2 separate regions of the Mus musculus genome follow, and region 1 is linked to region 2. The links are chromatin contacts, called in public promoter capture Hi-C maps. All regions are on one chromosome and are shown on one strand. Each heading gives the region's core, a stretch centred on a gene start, on an enhancer-like site or on the middle of the called end of the contact. The rest is flanking DNA. Distances are from core to core; before and after follow the strand shown.

Region 1 (6,365 bases), core at 2,379-4,878, 320 kb before region 2:
TAGTAAACACCTTATAGCCCATTTAAAATGTACTAAACCATGGGCATATTATAGAAACTTTACTGATATCCCAGGTGTCTGTAAATACAGAGGCCATACCTTTCCAGTTGTAAGTCCCTGGGGCTCCAAAAACAATGTAATGAAAGTCCTTAGTGAAAGTAGCCGCTACTCCTTGCTGACAGGAGCCAAACTTTTCATGGCCTCTCAACCGGCCATCGCAGAAACTCCAGTCTCCTCCGTCCATATCATCTTCAATTCTGAGATTCTGACTTAGGACATAACATCTTCCAAAGATATCCCGCGACTCCTGCTTCGTGTTGACGTGCTGCCGTTTCTCATATCGATGTGCACACGTCTGTCAACAAGTGGAAATGGTAAACCCTGTTATTTAAAACTTGACAGAACTGGGGGCTGAAGTGATGGTGCAGTGGTTTAGAGCATCTAAACTGTTCTTCCAGAGGTCTTGAGTTCAATCCCCAGCTACCACATGGTGGCTCACAACCACCTGTAATGGGACCCAATGCCCTCTTCTGGTGTGTCTGCAGACAACTATAGTGTACTCACATACATAACACGACATAAATAAATGAATCTTTAAAAACAAAACAACAACAACAACAACAAAAAACTTGACAGAACTGGAACGCTTAGCAATAATAAAGAGGTTGGTTCTAAGTAAGATGATTAAATATGTCCTTATCCAGGGAGGGGATCCCAGAGCATACCAATCACCCCCCACTCCGAGAGGTCATGACCAAGACAGAGAGGACCCAGGGCTTCTGCCTTACTCTTAAGAGAATAAAGCCTCATTCCAAGTATTAACATACCAGTTCACATCCACAGGCAATTCACCTGTAAATTCACCTGCACAGAAAAAAAGGCAACACCACCTCCCTGCGTCTTCTTTATTTAATTGGCTTTTAATGGCTGTAAATAACTGCGTCCTGGACAGGGGCAAGGACATATTTTCTCAGGAGATAAAGCAAACACAGCTAAGGCAGAGGTGTTCTCTTTCTCCTGGCACTATCCCCTGGCAGTGAATCCCAGTTGATATTCTGTGCTCTCAAAGTCTTGAGAACTATTCCCCATCATTAAAAGGCAGAAAGAATTACCCAGCCCAGAAAGACAGAATACTCTCCATTTTCTAAAGGGTCTTTGTGGTTACTTCCATGGAACCCAGTCTGGGTTAGTTACAGGGAACCCAGTTGATATCCTATACTGTGCCCCTTAAGTATAAGCTTCTCATTGCTCTCGAGTTTCTGTGTAAACTTTATTACAGCAACTAGACTGTGAAAGAGACAAGGTCATGCTCTTCCCACCAGCCTACCCATCAAGCTGCCTGCCTTCTGCCTGAGAAGGTTAAGGGTAAACAGAGTAAAGGTGAAGTGTTTGTCCTTAGTCATCCCCATGGTTTACAATACTTTTGTCTATAAAACTCCAAAATGTTCCTAGGGCAGAAATGGTATCCTTTGGCTTTGCTTTTTCACTTTGTTTTTGTCTAAAGAGCAGCTAGTATTAGAGATGTTAAAAAAATGTGTTATTAAGGTCTTTGAATCTGGATATTTTAAGGTCTCTCTCTCTCTCTCTCTCTCTCTCTCTCTCTCTCACACACACACACACACACACACACACACACAGAGGAGACTTGAAGTTTTGGCTCATTCCTGGCATCAGGTCTGGTGTTAGAGCAGGGTGCTTCTTGCTCAAAGGTAAACAGAGGCAGGAGCTTGGTGGCCACTGCTGTGAGCCCATAGCCAGTCAGCACTGAGGATGGTGCGGTTTTCCACACTTACCACCACTTTGCCCCCTGGACCTTGGCTCTGAACAGTGACTCCCATCCACTGGTCTTCCTTGCTTTCTGACATAGGATCAGCTGCAGAAGAACATGGGTAACACTGACAGTTAGTGTGTTGGAGTGACCAGAAGCCTACACAGATCCACAGGGTAACATAAGAAGACTCCACGCCTGGCTACACAGGAAACTCAGTGAATCCTGAACATTGGTTTCTTATCTCAAGGAGACTGTGACATGGTTACCTGAATCATTCATAAAAACTCTATACCTAGGATGTTTGAAACTTGTGTAACGGAGAAGTAGATGCCTCTGATGCAGCAATGTAAAACATAGTGTCTCAACTAACAGAAAATGGGTACTTCTCTGTTCATTCCTCAATGCTTTATACAACAGACTCAATTATTGTCTTAAATGGAGAAGGGAAAGAGAATACACAGAAATATCACCATGTGTTCATTTCATTATCAATTTAAATCTATTTTTGCCTTCCTTAATGAGAATAAAAATATTAAGGTGCTATCTAGATACTAAGACTAGTGGCATTTTACCCTTTTTTCTTTACATGTATCTGTATATTTATAGGTTTTCTGCCATTATTATGGAGCATTTCCTAATCAGTAAGAACACACTATTCCTGAAGAATGCAGGCGACAATGCGAACACGAGCCTGCTTGTCTACTTAGGCCAATAATCAAATTTGGTTTCCTCCAAGCTTCTGGGAACACTAATGGCTCTGCCCAGCCTACCGGAAACCAGGTAAATTAGCTGGTGGTACATATGGACTCCATTATGGCATCTTCCAGCCACCCAGAGGCTTTATAAAATGGGATATTAAAATAAAAGGGAAACAAGCCTGTCTTTCAGAGGTGGCAGCTTTAGCTGGGTAAGAGTCGGGAGTTTAAAAGACCCTTTTGGAGGCTGGAGAGATGGCTCAGCTGTTAAGAGCACTGGCTGCTCTTTCAGAGGAGCTGGGTTCAATTCCCAGCACCCACATAGCAGCTCACAGCTGTCTGTAACTCCTGTTCCAGGGGTTCCAACGCCCTCACATGGACATATATGCAGCCAAGTCACCAATGTGCCTCCTGAAGAATTTTGAAACTTATTTTGGCTCTACCCTAACTCTTGTACCACAATCTCCAGGGAGATTTTACTCATGCTGTTCCGTTCTCATTTTACAGGATTTTCAAGAAAAGTTTTTCAGGGCTAGAGATGCAAATTGGTGGTAAGGCACTTGAATAGGATACACAAGGCCCTAATACCACAAAAACAGGCAAACATATACAAATACATGAGTTAAATAATAAAGAAAAGTAAACAAAATAAGTCTTTCCCCCCAGTTTTTTGTTTGTTTTTTTGTTTTGTTTTTGAGACAAGTTTCTCTGTGTAAACTCCTCTGTAAACCAGACTGGCCTCACACTTACAGAGATCCGCTTGCCTTTGCCTCCTGAGTGCTGGGATTAAAGGTGTAGGCTGTCACCACCTGGCTTCTGCCCCCCTCCCCCAACATTTTAACAATACGTGACTTTTTTCCCCCCTTCTAGTGTTTCTTCACAGCCATGAACTCAATTTTGCAACAGTCTCAACAGACCACTAGGTGGCAACATAAACACACCATTCTAGTTTAACCGGGATGAACCGAGGCAACAAGTATTTTCAGGACAGATAAAACACTCAAGACTGACAAAAAATTAAAAGTGAGAGGCCTTCTCTGCAGGAATAAATGCTTTGTTTCCTGTCCTATCTGGTGGCAAGTGTCACATGGCACAGACAGGCTGGCCAAACGAACAGTGAGGGCAGAACACACCGTCATTATCAAATTCAATCCGTGTACAAGGTCCCCGGGAGGTGATGTCACAGCTGTACAGGCCCCCTGTTCTGTTCGCCCTCTGCAGCGGGAGTGCTTCTGCCCGAGGTGCCCCCACAAGCAACCTGGTGACAAAACAGAAAGAACTTAGGGACTTGAATGTTGCATATTTTAAAGTCTAGCCAGAGCTGTGGGCATCATTCTCTGCCCTGCAGCCCACGAGTCCCACAGCTGCTGAGGAGTGGAAGAGAACAAAGATAGAGGCTTCCGGGGCACAGGTCTCACAGCTGAGACGGAATGACACCTGGTGTCAAACAGAGGAGAGTGAGCCTGTCCCTTACAGAACTGGCAGGTAGCTGGGCGCAATGCTGGTATCGGAAGACACTCTTCATAGAACAAGCATAGACCATGTGACTCACAGAACAGTTTTCTCTCTCAACTCTAGGTGGGAAGCAGCCATCATGTTCTATCTAGTAGGTACACATCTGTTTCCAACGCTGCCTCCCCCCCCCCCCCCCCCCCCCCAGGTACTGTACTGGCTGGTTTTGTGTGTCAACTTGACACAAGCTGGAGTTATCACAGAGAAAGGAGCTTCCCTTGAGGAAATGCCTCCATAAGATCCAGCTGTAAGGCATTTTCTCAATTAGTGATCAAGGGGGAAAGGCCCCTTGTGGGTGGTGCCATCTCTGGGCTGGTAGTCTTGGGTTCTATAAGAGAGCAGGCAGAATAAACCAGGGGAAGCAAGCCAGGAAGGAACATCCCTCCATGGCCTCTGCATCAGCTCCTGCTTCCTGACCTGCTTGAGTTCCAGTCCTGACTTCCTTGGTGATCAACAGCAGTATGGAAGTGTAAGCCGAATAAACCCTTTCCTCCCCAACTTGCTTCTTGGTCGTAATGTTTTGGGCAGGAATAGAAACCCTGACTAAGACAGGTATCCTCCAGGGAACACTTTGACTACACCTAGCTTTGCAACACTGTATCTACAGATTAAGAATCCAACTCTTGCCCATGTCACAATTAATCTCTTCCCTTTTTCTTTTTCTTCAGCTCTATTGAGGATATAGTTGACAAGGAGAATCTCCATCTATTTAAAGTGCAACACGTGATGTTCTGTCTCATGGGTACATGATACAAGCTCCCCCATATCAACCAGTCTCCCACAAAGGCTGAGAAATGAAGTGGCAGCTGTGGGTGGGACATTCCTCTTCTCTCCACCCCAGACTTTCCCCAAGGAGTGGCTCCTAATCCCAACTCATGATCGGCAGGCAGCGGAGAGCTTTCACTTCATTAGCAGAGGGGCTGGCTGGTCACGTGGTTTACAACCTCTAGGGTAAGAAACAAACAATACAAGAGACAGAAAGAAAGAACACACACCGGACCACACAGAGAAGTGGAAACCAGAGCTTTGAGGTATGGGCTGGAGATGGAAAGCCAGCTGGGAACAAACAATAAACCCTCTGAAGGGAGCAAAGTGCACTGGGAAGCCTGCAGGGTCAGGTGCAAAAGGAACAACAAAAACCAACGCTAGCTAACATCAGCAAAGTGCACTGGGAAGCCTGCAGGGTCAGGTGCAAAATGAACAACAAAAACCAACTCTAGCTAACATCCCCACTACCTCTTCCTTGCTGGGATGGATCCCAGTTAAAAAGTAAATACACTAACGGCTATGCTGCTGCAGGTGCAACAGGGGGAAGGGGATCACATCTGCCCAGGAGAAACAGGAGCATGACGATGGCTTCCATGGGGACAGTGGCTGCCCTTCCTACCAGACAGATAACCCATCTCCTCACCTGAGGCAGTTCGCACTGCCCACTTCTAGTTCCAAGTCTACATTGGAAATGATGAACCCGCACACACCAAAGCAACGGAACTGAAGTGGAGACTTAGGGAAGCAATTGCCCCCCGGGTCCCCAAATTTATCAATCAATAGGGGGTATAGAGAAGCCAGGGTGCAGGGGTCTGCATAGGCCCACCAGGTATCCAAGTAACACTGTCCCTGCAGGAGCTCACAATACCTGAGAGACGAGGTGGCCTAGAATGTGCAGAGAATGGGTTTTGATGCTTGGCAGATGTGGGATGGACCCTGTGCTGGGGTGGCTAGAGAAACAAACAATGAGCTGAACCATGAGTAAACAGAAGCTAAGGAGCCTGCACCCTCCCATTTGATAGGAAATCGAGGCCTTGACAGAGATTAATTATGAGGCCTCTGGACCTCACAGCCAGGTGCCAGGCAGGACAAAGATTACCTAGAAACAGTGTCCCTGTCCCTGCGTAATGAATGCTCCCCAAGAAACAAAACTGAACAACTAAAACGTTTAGCACAAAAGCCAGCCTATAACAATGACACACTGAAATAAAAACCACTGGCATACTGACAGATTTAAGTCTGACTCCCAGCAGGCGAAGGGAAAAAGAACCCAGGCCCAATGGTGGGTAAAGGTAACCAACTGCCAAGAGGAGACTCAAAGGGCAGCTCCGACAGCCTAGACAGCTTTCCCTCCTCTAACCACTTCCTCTTACACACACCCAAGGAGGCTGCTAAGGGTGGCAGGCTACTTCCTGTTTACCAAGCTCCTCCTACAGCCAATTACTGCTTCAACAAGTACTGCCCCAGGATGCATAAGGGACGGCCTCCCAGGTAGCTTCCATCTCCTAAAACTCCAGTGTGGCTCCACCTGATCCAGAAGTAGCTAGCTCAGAAAAGGACTGGGAGGGAGAGGGCAAGTGCTTTGTAGAGAGAGTGCTACCAGGAAATGACAGCAGAAG
Region 2 (6,388 bases), core at 2,962-5,461:
AAATACAACACTGCATGCAATGAAAAGATAAAAAATATTTACTTCAAGTTGAAATCTCAGCTCATCTTATATAGACTACAGATCAGAAAATACCGAGTTACAAGGAAATAGTGTATGCCGAGCAAAGCCATTGTCTCTCAGCTGAAGTTTAGAGAAAAGAAGCTTTTTCGCAGTTCAACAATACGTACACTCAGGCCACTTCTTGGACAAAGAAATACTGTACCCTTCTAGGGAGGAATAAAGGGGCTGTTTATTGGAGCCTTGTTAAAATGTAATAATTCATTCCAGTTAAGCCCTGTGAAAAATGTCATCAAAATATCATTTTCTTTGCCAGATTTTCTGGATGCCGTAGTATCATTTAAATACAGCTGAGTGAGAGAGAGAGAGAGAGAGAGAGAGAGAGAGAGAGGGGCTCTGACCAGAGTGGAAAAAGGAACCAAAGCAAATGTGCTGTCAGAGTAGCGTAGGAGCATTGCACACAGGCCTGGGACCCAGGGAGCACACACTTCCGAGCCAGCCAGAACATCTGGCAGCTTTCAGCTCTCTGTAGTCCAGAGGAACATTCCCGTTACCTCACACACCTCGGCTCAAGAGGAGGGTGATAGGACAATTTTATACTAAAGCACACAAATAGAAACCAGAAAGGGCAATTTCACAGAAATCACACATGGAATTCAATTTTAGAGAATGGCCATACAAAAACATCATGAGTTTAAAAAAAATGAGATAGTAAGAAAGTCCTTTAATTTTTTTTAAAAAATTTTTAAAGACTATTCATAAATACAGCTGTCATGTAAAATACTACTTAAAGTGTTAGTCATTTTGGGTTAAAATACCTAATAACAGAAGATGTGGGGACTTCCAGCAAAGGTACAGCTTTGATAAGAATATTTTTAAATTGTATTAAAGCATTTGATAAGAACATAATTTTAGTTTTTCATTTTATAACAATGTCAACTGCATTCTACCTTTGGGTTCCTTCCTTCCTTCCTTCCTTCCTTCCTTCCTTCCTTCCTTCCTTCCTTCTTGATATACTATGTAAAGTTACTATTTTACAAGCAAGTGATTGTTCTGAAACAACTTGGACCTATAGCAATATCAGCACACACAAAAATCTCCCGAAGTCCCCATCTGAATTCATGCTTAATGCATCTTCACTATACAACACCAAATGAAAGAAAACATTGGGATGGGAATCTTTGACAGTCTTAGGAATCGTCTCTGCTGTAATCCACGGCGGGAGGCGTGGTGGGAAAGGGTGTCAATAGCCACAGCCCAAAATGGAAAAGCAAAAGCCTGAGGGAGCCCTATCCAGGCTTCCATGGCCGAGACTAAACAGACTCAAGACAACAGAAGCCAAGATCACGCATCAAGGAGCTAACTTCAACAAACAAACAAACAAACAAACAAAAACAAAGAGAAATTATATAAAAGCCTTTTTCAGTGCAAGGAACAATATGCAATTTTTCTCAAGATGGCTTTGAATTTGGTATAGCTACATTGCCACAAGTAATTTTTATCTTCCATTCAACTGGGTAGACTCAGTTGACCATATGAATAAAGACACATTTGACAGTTTTATGCACCAATATAAAAAATTAACTGTAGTCTGCTTCCAACCTAAGTGTAGCTACTGCTGCCGCCGCTTCTTCCTCTTCCTCCTCCTCCTCTTCTTCCTCTTCTTTTCTTCTTTCTTCTTCCTCTTTTTCTTTTAAAAGATGTTTTAAAACAATGTCGATTCTGTTTTAAAAGCTAAAAACTAAAACCAATAAAATGTATACTCCTTATTTATATGTGGCTGGGTACTTCTCACATCTGGAAATAGCACTTGAGAACTTCTGCTGGAAATGTTGGGAATATTGCTCACATTTAGTGGAATGATAAATTCATCGTGTTTTTTTAGATTAATATTTAATAATATTCCCACAGACCTGAAATATCTGATGTATAAAATATCTGAAAAATATTTACTGTCTAATATTATATGTATTGAACACTTTTTGAGGTTTAATTCCACCAGAATGTCAAAAGGAAAACCAACTCCCAACATAACAGCCAATTTGTGGCTCAAAAGAGGAAAACAGTGTAAAAATTAATGTGGTATGGTTTACTATAAATGTGTTTTGGGGTGGTCTTCTAAAAGAAGTGTCTTTCTAGCCAGGCAGTGGTGGCACACACCTTTAATCCCAGCACTTGAGAGGCAGAGGCAGGAGGATTTCTGAGTTCTAGGCCAACCTGAGTTCCAGGACAGCCAGGACTGCACAGAGAAACTCTGCCTCGAAAAAACAAAAAAAAACAAAAAACCAACCAAACAAAAAAGTGTCTTTTTAATTTTATATGAGTGCTTTTTTTTAAGATTAATTTATTTTATGTATTTGAGTACACTGTAGCTGTTGGATCTTATTACAGATGGTTGTGAGCCACCATGTGGTTGCTGGGAATTGAACTCAGGACCTCTGGAAGAGCAGTCAGTGCTCTTAACTGCTGAGCCGTCTCTGCAGGCCTCTTTCACTTTTTAATGGAGCACCTCACAATTTTCTGTGTCACCCTTGTACAAAGGTCATACTAACCTCTGCTCATTCCGATTTTACTGTTTGCTGCTGAAGTGAGCACAGCTCTTGGATTCTTGTCGGAACTGACTCCCTTCCCTTGAGCACTCATCAGTTTACTTGGACAGGCTAAATTCCTTTCCTCCTTTGATCGGAATGGAGCTTCCTCAGCAGGTTGCTATGGTAACTGTGCGATGACAGACAGAAAGGAGCAAAGGATAAACCCTCAGTTTGAAAAAAATATGCTTTGGGATGAGCAAGTGATTTACAAAGGGTTCTGAGATCCTAGGTGGGGCCCCAGAGCTGCTGCTTACAGCAAGAACCTACAGCACCCTGCCCCTCCCAGCATCACAGTGGGGCCACCTTGACCACCAAAGCTGACTACAGATGTACCAAGACCTTAGGCAGCATGAAGACTTGAACTCGCGAGGAAGACTCATGCAGCTTAGTGCTGGCGTTTTTCGGGTTAATCCTTGCTGATTTGGTGGTCCACAGCAGGGTCTGTGGAAGGTCTTTTCTTCCGAGTGTAGGTGGAAAAGACCCTCCTCTTTTCAAGCCTCAGTACCTTCTAAACATGGTGTATAGAAACACTCTTACGTTGTGCACGGAGTGGGCGGAGAGATTTCCTGCCAGGGAAAGCTCCTGTCTGCAGAGAATATTCCCCTGGGAAGCTCACCATCACGCTCTTAACACTTACATCAGATGCTATTTCCAATTTTATTTAATTAATTTTTTTCTTTCTTATGCTGAGGATTGAGCCTAGAGCTTTTGCACTGCAGGTTATCGCTCCACCATGCGCACACCCCAGTCTAGAACGCTGCTGCTTTTAGCCCATTACTAAGCTGTATCCAGTCAATGTAGTGCTTAACCCTAAGCACTTACATTGTCCTTGGTAACCTCATTTGTAGAACTCAAATATATTTGTTTTGGTGTACGATCTGCTTGACAAAAACACCTAGATCTCTCCAAAGCCTATTGTTTAAAATGTACCAAGAAGTCTTTGCACAAAAATTCCTGTTTATTAAACAGTGATACAGGAAGAACTTGTTTACATTTCAAGGACTAGCAACATACATCATTTATGACAAAAAAGGCAAGCACTCCATAAGAAATGCTCAATCACTGTCAATCATGAACACTAAAATATACATAAACCAAAGCACGCGCTGTGAACTATATTAAATTCAGCTAAACACAGAATTACCAATGGAACAAACAAAACAACAAATAATTATCAGTGACTCACAGACCTATTTACACAACACACAAAATAACTTGGAAAAGTGTAACCATGGAAACCTGTTAGCCTAAATTTGGTGCCTTCAAATTCTGCATTTACTTAAAACGCCATGCAAAGGATGCCCTTACACACTGTAAATGTTTCAAGGGCTGTCAAAGCTGATCTTTGTTATCAGATCATTCATCAAAATAGTTTCCACAGTAAATTAGTTGTCTTGAAAATTATTCAAACACCAGTTTAATAAAACTATGATAAAAAATGTCAGCCAGTTTTTCCCAAAAAAATTCAGAAGTGTTATTTCCATAATCACTGATTAGCAACTATTTGTAACAAATCCCATAATAGTCGAGTGATATTAAAGCACACTTTGACACACTGCTGTATGCCATCACCACCCCACCTGCTCTTGGGAGAGCTAGAGAGGAACGGTTTTGGCTGGGTCAGTGCGTGCTGTTCACTATCGATTACCATTTGGATAACAGCGTTTGATGCGATAGCCACTCCCATTGTCTTACATCTTCATGATGTAATGTCTAAAGCACTACGTCGTAGCTCACCAGCTCCCTCGCTGAGGATGCAAGGCTCAGTGTGTACGCCCGTTATATAGATGAGCAATGGGTGTTGTTTGACATGACTGAAATGGGTCAACAGTATTATCCTTGACACATTAATCATCCAGACAGCCAGAAGGCAGAGGGGGGAAACTAAAACTAGAGAATCTATTCACACAAGTGACGCTGGCTATTGGCCATATCTAGGATGTGGTTAAAGAGAAGGAAGAGGTACAGACTCTGAACACATGTTTCATTATTTATTCAGAAACCCTAGCTCTATTTCCAGAATTCGAGTGAACACCCACAGAGACAGATTGCTGAGACACTGTATTGTAATTTTAAAAAAAAAAGGCATTTGATGAAAATCTATGTCAAGCAAAGACCTTTTCCATTCAAGAAGAACAAGTACATTTTGAGGAACAGGGTTCCAAGTGAGACTGAGTCCCCGGGGGGGTAGGGTGAGGGCCCTGGAGTGTATAGAGGGAACCAGACAGAGACACACAGGCTCAGAGTCCTCACCGTGGACAATATAACCCCACCTGCATCTGTTTAGGGGTCCTGGGAAGTGGAGAAGAGACAGGAGGAGACGAAATGCAGGTGTCCTAGGATCATCTGACCTAGCCCTGAGTCAAAACAACTACCCGAGGAGGGGCAAAGAAAGTCTGATTATGAAGTTTCACATAGCAACCCTAGTCTCTTTTCCTTCCACCTCATGCTGACCTTGGTACTGGCTGATGTAGGATGGGTTTGGCCTACAAAGCTAGTGACCGGGTCAGAGCACTACCCTCGAAGATAATCATTCCCCTAACTTGTTCCACAGGAGGAATGGAAGTGTTCCCAGTCATTTCTCTCCACAGAGCCCTCTGGTAGGGACTGTGACAACTCAAAGAAAACACTTTCTACACACTATTTCATTCTTTGTGTTTTTCTTTGCTTTCTTTTTCTTTATTTATTTTTAGTTTTTTCCCCTCCTCTGTGCACAGTTGTTGAGTCTGTATTATGTTATGGATCCCTTGGAACTGGAGTTACAGACAGGTGTGAAGTGCCATGCGGTTGCTGGGAATTGAACCCAGGGCCCCTGGAAGAGCAGCTGGTGCTCTTAACCACTGAGCCATCCTCTCTCCAGGCCCTGTTTCTCTTTTCTAGGTAGTCCAAGCTGGGTTTGAGTTAGCCATCTTCTTCCTATCATATTTTACATTTTATGTGCTTATGATTTTATTAAGCATCTATTTTGAAAGTAGTGTATCTCTTTAATCCCAGTAATTGTGTGGCATAGGCAAGTGTATCGCTGAGTTCAAACCAGTGTATCCTGGTCTGCAGAGTTCCAGGAGAGCCAAGGCTACACAGAGAAACCAAGTCTTGACAAGCCCAAAACAAAAACAAAAACAAAAACAAAAACAAAAACAAAAACAAAAACAAGGAAAGAAGGAAGGAAGGGAAGGGAAAGGAAGGGGAGGGGAGGGGAGAAAGAAGTGCATCTCTTTCTCTAGTATATAGAAAACAACTGTCTAACAAAAAATTCTTTCAGGGACCTCACAGTGTTTCCTTAGATAGATAGATCCCACTACACTCTAGGCAAGGATGAATATTTTGTTTTCTTTTCTTTCATTGGATATTTTCTTTATTTATATTTCAAATGTTTTCCCCTTTCACGGTTTCCCCTCCAGAAACTCCCTATCCCCTCCCCCTCCCCCTGCTTCTATGAGGGTGCTCCCCGACCCATCCACCCACTCTCACCTCCTTGCCATGGCATTCCCCTACACTGGGGCATCGAACCTTCTCAGGACCAAGGGCCTCTCCTCCCATTGATGCCTGACAAGGCCATCCTCTGCTACATATGCAGCTGGAGCCATGGGTCCCTCCATGTGCACTCTTTGGTTGGTGGTTTAGTCCCTGGGAGCTCTGGGAGATCTGGTTGGTTGATACTGTTGCTCTTCCTATGGGGTTACCTGGGGGGTCTGGTTGGTTGATGTTGTTGCTCCTCCTAGGGAGTTGCAAACCCCTTCAGCTTGCCAAGGATGAATATTAAGGTAGATTTTTTTTTT

The links. Promoter capture Hi-C pulls out the DNA fragments that hold promoters and counts their contacts.
Region 1: a contact with region 2 is called in a promoter capture Hi-C map of the HPC-7 cell line. The contact joins two enhancer-like sites. A contact is called at or near these places in 4 of 39 promoter capture datasets (the HPC-7 cell line, cranial neural crest, maxillary cranial neural crest and 1 more), 1 of 484 Hi-C or Micro-C datasets (bone marrow-derived macrophages), 1 of 115 datasets of contacts at active chromatin or transcription factors (acute myeloid leukemia) and 3 of 9 other capture datasets (embryonic stem cells, liver and pancreatic islet).

What each region holds. Positions count from the first base shown.
Region 1 is chr2:71,813,989-71,820,353 of GRCm38.p6, reverse strand. Itga6 (integrin alpha 6) reads right to left here. Exons shown (of 26, transcript NM_008397.4): 2 at 3,600-3,724; 3 at 1,794-1,873; 4 at 100-355. Among named protein-coding and RNA genes, the nearest start is that of Itga6, 30 kb to the right of the region's middle. Within about 2 kb of position 3,628, at least 39 of the 459 cell types and tissues checked have an H3K27ac peak or open chromatin away from gene starts, as enhancers often do. A contact at or near this core is called in the HPC-7 cell line, where this site is marked.
Region 2 is chr2:71,491,499-71,497,886 of GRCm38.p6, reverse strand. The region is part of intron 1 of Metap1d (methionyl aminopeptidase type 1D (mitochondrial)); the gene reads right to left. Among named protein-coding and RNA genes, the nearest start is that of Dlx1, 35 kb to the left of the region's middle. Within about 2 kb of position 4,211, at least 16 of the 459 cell types and tissues checked have an H3K27ac peak or open chromatin away from gene starts, as enhancers often do. A contact at or near this core is called in the HPC-7 cell line, where this site is marked.